2 separate regions of the Salmo salar genome follow, and region 2 is linked to region 1. The links are chromatin contacts, called in public Hi-C maps. All regions are on one chromosome and are shown on one strand. Each heading gives the region's core, a stretch centred on a gene start, on an enhancer-like site or on the middle of the called end of the contact. The rest is flanking DNA. Distances are from core to core; before and after follow the strand shown.

What was found. A called contact is a pair of places that touch in the nucleus more often than the background predicts.
Region 2: a contact with region 1 is called in a Hi-C map of muscle, with 3 times the contacts expected there. The contact joins the enhancer-like site here to the promoter of LOC106565752 in region 1. A contact is called at or near these places in 2 of 3 Hi-C or Micro-C datasets (gill and muscle).

Annotation. Positions count from the first base shown.
Region 1 is chrssa12:80,028,812-80,031,511 of Ssal_v3.1, forward strand. It overlaps LOC106565752 (class E basic helix-loop-helix protein 40), which reads right to left and starts at 1,435. Exons shown (of 5, transcript XM_014133230.2): 1 at 1,066-1,435; 2 at 864-927; 3 at 623-730; 4 at 34-145. The coding sequence starts at 1,142.
Region 2 is chrssa12:80,128,581-80,131,280 of Ssal_v3.1, forward strand. All of the region lies in intron 41 of LOC106565749 (inositol 1,4,5-trisphosphate receptor type 1), which reads right to left. Among protein-coding and RNA genes, the nearest start is that of LOC106565749, 74 kb to the right of the region's middle. Within about 2 kb of position 1,336, at least 4 of the 13 cell types and tissues checked have an H3K27ac peak or open chromatin away from gene starts, as enhancers often do. A contact at or near this core is called in muscle, where this site is marked.

The DNA.
Region 1 (2,700 bases), core at 185-2,684:
ATTAAACAGTGTATCTCAAGGTATCAAACTTACTGATTTGCAATGCAATGATTTTCTGCTGCTGCTGTTCCAGGAGATTGCTCAGGGCTTTCACATGCTTCAGGGTGAGTTCCAACACCACAGCTTTCTCCAAATGGCCTAGAGTCTAAAACAGGAAGACCTTGATAAGCATGTTGATCTTTCTTATATAACAGTTTTAGCAGCTGAACAGAAGACAAACTGCCACAGGGTAGGGAGGCAGGCAATCTGCACACACCAACACAATGCAGTACATTTAAGACATAGTTTATCAACATATTGTTTATGTAAATTGTTTTGAAAGGGTTTGAGGCAATATGCGTAGGCAGTTAATTCAATTATTATAATTAACCAAACTTTTCAATCGGATAATATGAAATAGTATTGATGTAATAATAATAATAATAAACAAGTTATTTACATTATGAAAAAAAAAGAATAATACGTTGCCTTTGTCATAACAGGCAACATTTTTGGATTAAGGAATCAGACTAATCAAGGCATTGATTTGGACAAACAAATTAATCATGAACAACCAGGTGGCGCTTTTGCATTCCTATTACACAGTCAGTAGTAATAGGCTACACATTAAATTAGTACTCACTGTGAGTTTGAGATGTTCTGGCAATAAATCCTTCAGTTGGGCAATGCATTCATTGATTCTGTCACGTCTTTTCTTCTCAATCAATCGGTGGGGTAACTTGTATGTCTCCTGTGGGAGAAAAAAAAGTACATTTGTTAGTCAATGTGTAAAATATATTCAATAGGGTATAAGACATAATGAATTGCCGACAAAAGTAAACCTAAGATATACAAAATGTTTTAAGTAAAGAACATAAGCATACCTTACTGTCTTCCACGCGCTTCATTCCCTTTCGGTGTTTGGACACGTACTTTTGGAAATCCTTTCTATAGGGCAAAAATAATAGAAAATATTGATAAGAAGTCATGCTTATATTGTTTTTTAAAATTATTATTTACATAAGAATACTATGTTGTTTTGCAGTGTTATAATGCATACATTGTAAGCTGTTTCTGGGGGCTTACCCTTGCATGTCTGCCATCTCCTGCGACTGGTGTTTTGCCATACAAGGAGGAGGTTGCGCACTTGTAATCCTCTCCATTTTGCGTCTTTATGAAATCCAAATATTGGTCTCCAAACAATTCAATCTTAAAACTAGGCTTCAGTTGTCTTTCAACATTCAGCTAATATTGTCATCTGAGAAAAAATTAAGTTTATTGTTATTGCTAAAATTATTGTTATGTTATTCTATTCAATAGTGAACACTTTTTCTATAAAGAATAATATTTCATCAGGCTATTGCTTTCCAGAGACTGTCAATGTGATGTTGTCACTCTGAGATCCAAGCACAGCAATAGTTCAGATGCTCTACTCCCGGGTAAATGTGTGATAGAGGGGTGGTTTGGTCTACGTGTTAAATAAACCCTGTGACTAGACACGTCTCTCCGTTGGAGAGCTGATCTACTTCCGTCACATGAGCCTCACGTGTTGGACGGTGCTTTCAAGCCATCTAGAGTACAGCCCATTTCTGTAGTTAAAGAGGATCTGCACGATAATGGCCCTCCCTCTTATTCTACAGCTATGCTACGAGAACATAAGACAACTCTGGGCAGAACGTGCAAGTATATGTTTACTATATAGAAACTAGGGCAGAAGTCCTTACACACTTAGCCTTATAGACTACTGTTTGTTATTACTGTATGTTCTACATTCCGGCTTCTGTTCCATGTACAACTTTCATATGCATAATAATGACATGGCATATGTACAGTTATTATAGGAAAGTGTCAGAATTAAGATACAATAGATGCATTATCACATTCCTGTTATTCTATAAACCACAGAATTGTGGTTTATAGGGGAGAGAAGGTAAGCTACCGCTTATATGGCTTAATTTTATTACAATTGAGAATATATCCACAGAACATTTGCAGGGAAGAACATATAACTTTTCATTCGCGTGTAGCCTCACGTATTCAACTTGTGTCAGTGTGAGGGTTAAAGCTGCAATTATCGGTAGAAACAATAACAAAGCGTGTACTCGCCCCTGTTTCGGTAAAAAGCCGAGGGATGGGGCTGGAGAAATGTAACCAATCTCAAATTCATAGACAGAGCTATTGATGCAAGAACGGACCATCCATTATAACGTTACAGTTTTAACCATGTTTTGAGGCTATATAGTGTTTGTTTACATTTACATTGTTTACAAACATTGGACTAAAACAAGCTTATCGTTTGGATTGTGATGGGGTATTCCACAGTTGAACTAAGCTCATCAGGTATTTATAAATTGTATTCTTCAAAAATCAATGGGTAGGCCTACATATGTATAAGTATATTAATGCAAAAGTAATGTATATTAATGTATACGTCAAAAAAATGCAAATTGCCCATTTAAAATAAAAATGTTTGTGAATGTTTTTGTACCTTCATGATGTGAAAATAGTATTTCATATATTTCTCTTTAAGTATTATCTTTAGTAGGTTTTTAATTTTAGGTTTAGATAAAGCCTATATAGGCCTGCCTGTGTCCATGACAATAATTCCTAATAAACCAATCCACCTAACCTAAGAGTAGACTACAGTCAATATGTAAACTATTATATAAAACTGTAATGCCCCGTGGGAATAATTATTTGGTGTTGTGCATAGCCTAATGT
Region 2 (2,700 bases), core at 86-2,585, 100 kb after region 1:
TCGCCAATAATTCCCCATGGAACTGCTGGCATCAGCCCTAGACACAGCTCGACCCATGACTGCCAACATTGGTTCCACTTATACGTTTCTCAGACTATATGACGTCGACTACATAGTAGTATAGTATATAGTAGTATAATGGGCTGAATCACTACAAACATAAGGTCATCTGTAAGTTACTGACACATTTCAGCAGTGGAAAGAAGAAAGGATTCCACCACAGAGGTTCCACCGGTCTCTGCACTTGTCTCAAGGTGTGAAGATGAATGACACCACCCCCTTCTTTCTGTTTTATATAACCTGCCTGGCCTTTCGTCTAGTGACAGGACTGTCATCGGCACCCTAGCAATAAACTACCCGTCCCTGGCCCCCATCCCTCGCTGGTCCCCCTCATATCACCTAGCATGGAAGATTATAGCCTAGAGAGTACAGTAAATAGGCAGGTGGAGGGGATAATCATAGGGGATAAAGGGGAGGACAGAGAGATTATTTCCTTTGTTCTTGTCTGACACCATTACATCAGTGGTCTTCCCTGGACCAGAGGTGGTCCTGAAACAGTTAACAGGTGTAAGATGTGCAGTGCCCCCCACCCTGAAACAGTTAACAGATGTAGGCTGTACAGTGCCCCCCACCCTGAAACAGTTAACAGGTGTAGGCTGTACAATGCCCCCCCACCCTGAAACAGTTAACAGGTGTAGGCTGTACAATGCCCCCCACCCTGAAACAGTTAACAGGTGTAGGCTGTACAGTGCCCCCCACCCTGAAACAGTTAACAGGTGTAGGCTGTGCAATGCCCTGTACTCCTGCCCTCCCTTGCCACGCTCCCTTGCTCGCCCCAGCGCCGCCCAACACGAGGCACTGCCAGTCTTTCAGTAAACAGCCCCGCCGCACTTTTACTGGCAATTACTGCTGAAGGTCACACATCAGTGGAGAGTCTGAATTCCAGGGGAAAAAATAACGTTCGCTCTTATGTAACCGCTGCCTGAGAGCTGGCGGGAGCCCAAGAATCGTGCAGGACGAAGGCAGGCTACATGGAAACTGGGACAGAGCTGCACGGCCAGCAGAAATGCCTATAGTTTCCCCTGTTGGAGGGGATCAGAGAAACAACTAGAGTCCCCTCACCTCACACACACTGCAGAAGCTCTGAGGATAGCTGAGGGCAAGCAGGGACATACTGAGGCAGAGTGGACACCAGCACTGAGTGATGCAGAATAGTCATGAGGGGAGAGAAGAGGGAGAGACAGAGAGAAACAGATTGGTATAGAGAGAGAAATAGAGAGGGGACAGAAAGAGCGACTTCGCCAGGGATAATGAGACGATAGCAATCAGCTGGCATGGACACACACAGCAAGGAAAGGGAGCGAAAGAGACACACGGCACACACACAGACACACAGGATCAGACCTACAGTCCCCAGTGCTTCCCAGATGAATAGGGGGAGTACTGTACTATATGTCAGGCCTGTAGCGGGGTACGCCACAGAGGAGGTGACATGTCGGGCAGAGCAGAAATGCGGGCTGAACACAGGGCTTATTTAAAAGCTAACTGACAGACAGCCCAGTGCTGCTGCTGCCGTTTCTGCCGCGGAGGGGAAGTGTGGGCTTTGGATCAGCATGGAGCCTGGGACACTGCGTCCCATAGGGGGGCCCTCCTGGGTCCATGCACGTGGGACACTGCGTCCCATAAGGGGGCTCTCCTGGGTCCATGCACGTGGGACACTGCGTCCCATAGGGGGGCCCTCCTGGGTCCATGCACGTGGGACACTGCGTCCCATAGGGGGGCCCTCCTGGGTCCATGCACGTGGGACACTGCGTCCCATAGGGGGGCCCTCCTGGGTCCATGCACGTGGGACACTGCGTCCCATAGGGGGGCCCTCCTGGGTCCATGCACGTGGGACACTGCGTCCCATAGGGGGGCCCTCCTGGGTCCATGCACCTGCCGGATGTGTGGGTGGGGTGTACACATTCTTCAGACACTACGAATGGGAAGGGTCCGTTCAGGCAACAAAGAAGTAGTCTATCTGTTCGCTCCCTTTCTTAGGAGGGGAAGCAGCCGGGGATTTCCATCACTGGATAACACTGGGGGGAGGAATGGAGGGAGGAAAAAGAGAGAGAAGACACTCATGTGAGCATGTGACCTCCTGGCAGACATACAGCTCAGATCGTAGACTCTCCAACAGTCAGTCTAACTGATATCTGTGTTTACCTCTCCTTCTTATCAGTCTCTCTGACTCCATTGTTTGCTATCCTTTTTTTCTGAAAGGAAGTCAGTCTCTACTGCTGTAACTCATTACTATCTTGTGTACATGCTCATTTACTAGACAATACAAGTTTTGACTAGATGATGTTGTTGTGACCAGAAATATAACTACAGTAATACTGCAACTAATACTAAGCAAAACCTTCTAAAGGTTAAAAAAAAAACGATATCATCTGTGGTTGAAGGTTGTGCTCTTAAATGTCATACCTTCTCAATATAGGTTTTGGTCAATGGGGTATCCTGTACAGTCTGGTGCTTTGACATGGAGAAGGGGAATAATAATAGAACAACTTCTGAGTTAAAGAGGTGTTCTGTTCTATGACATCAGTGAGAATGTGATGCCACATTAGCCCCTCCCATATGGCACTGGCCTCAGGCTTTCTGAAAGTCCCCTGACAGACGCAGTACAAGATGAAAGGGAAGAAAGAGGATATCTGCAGT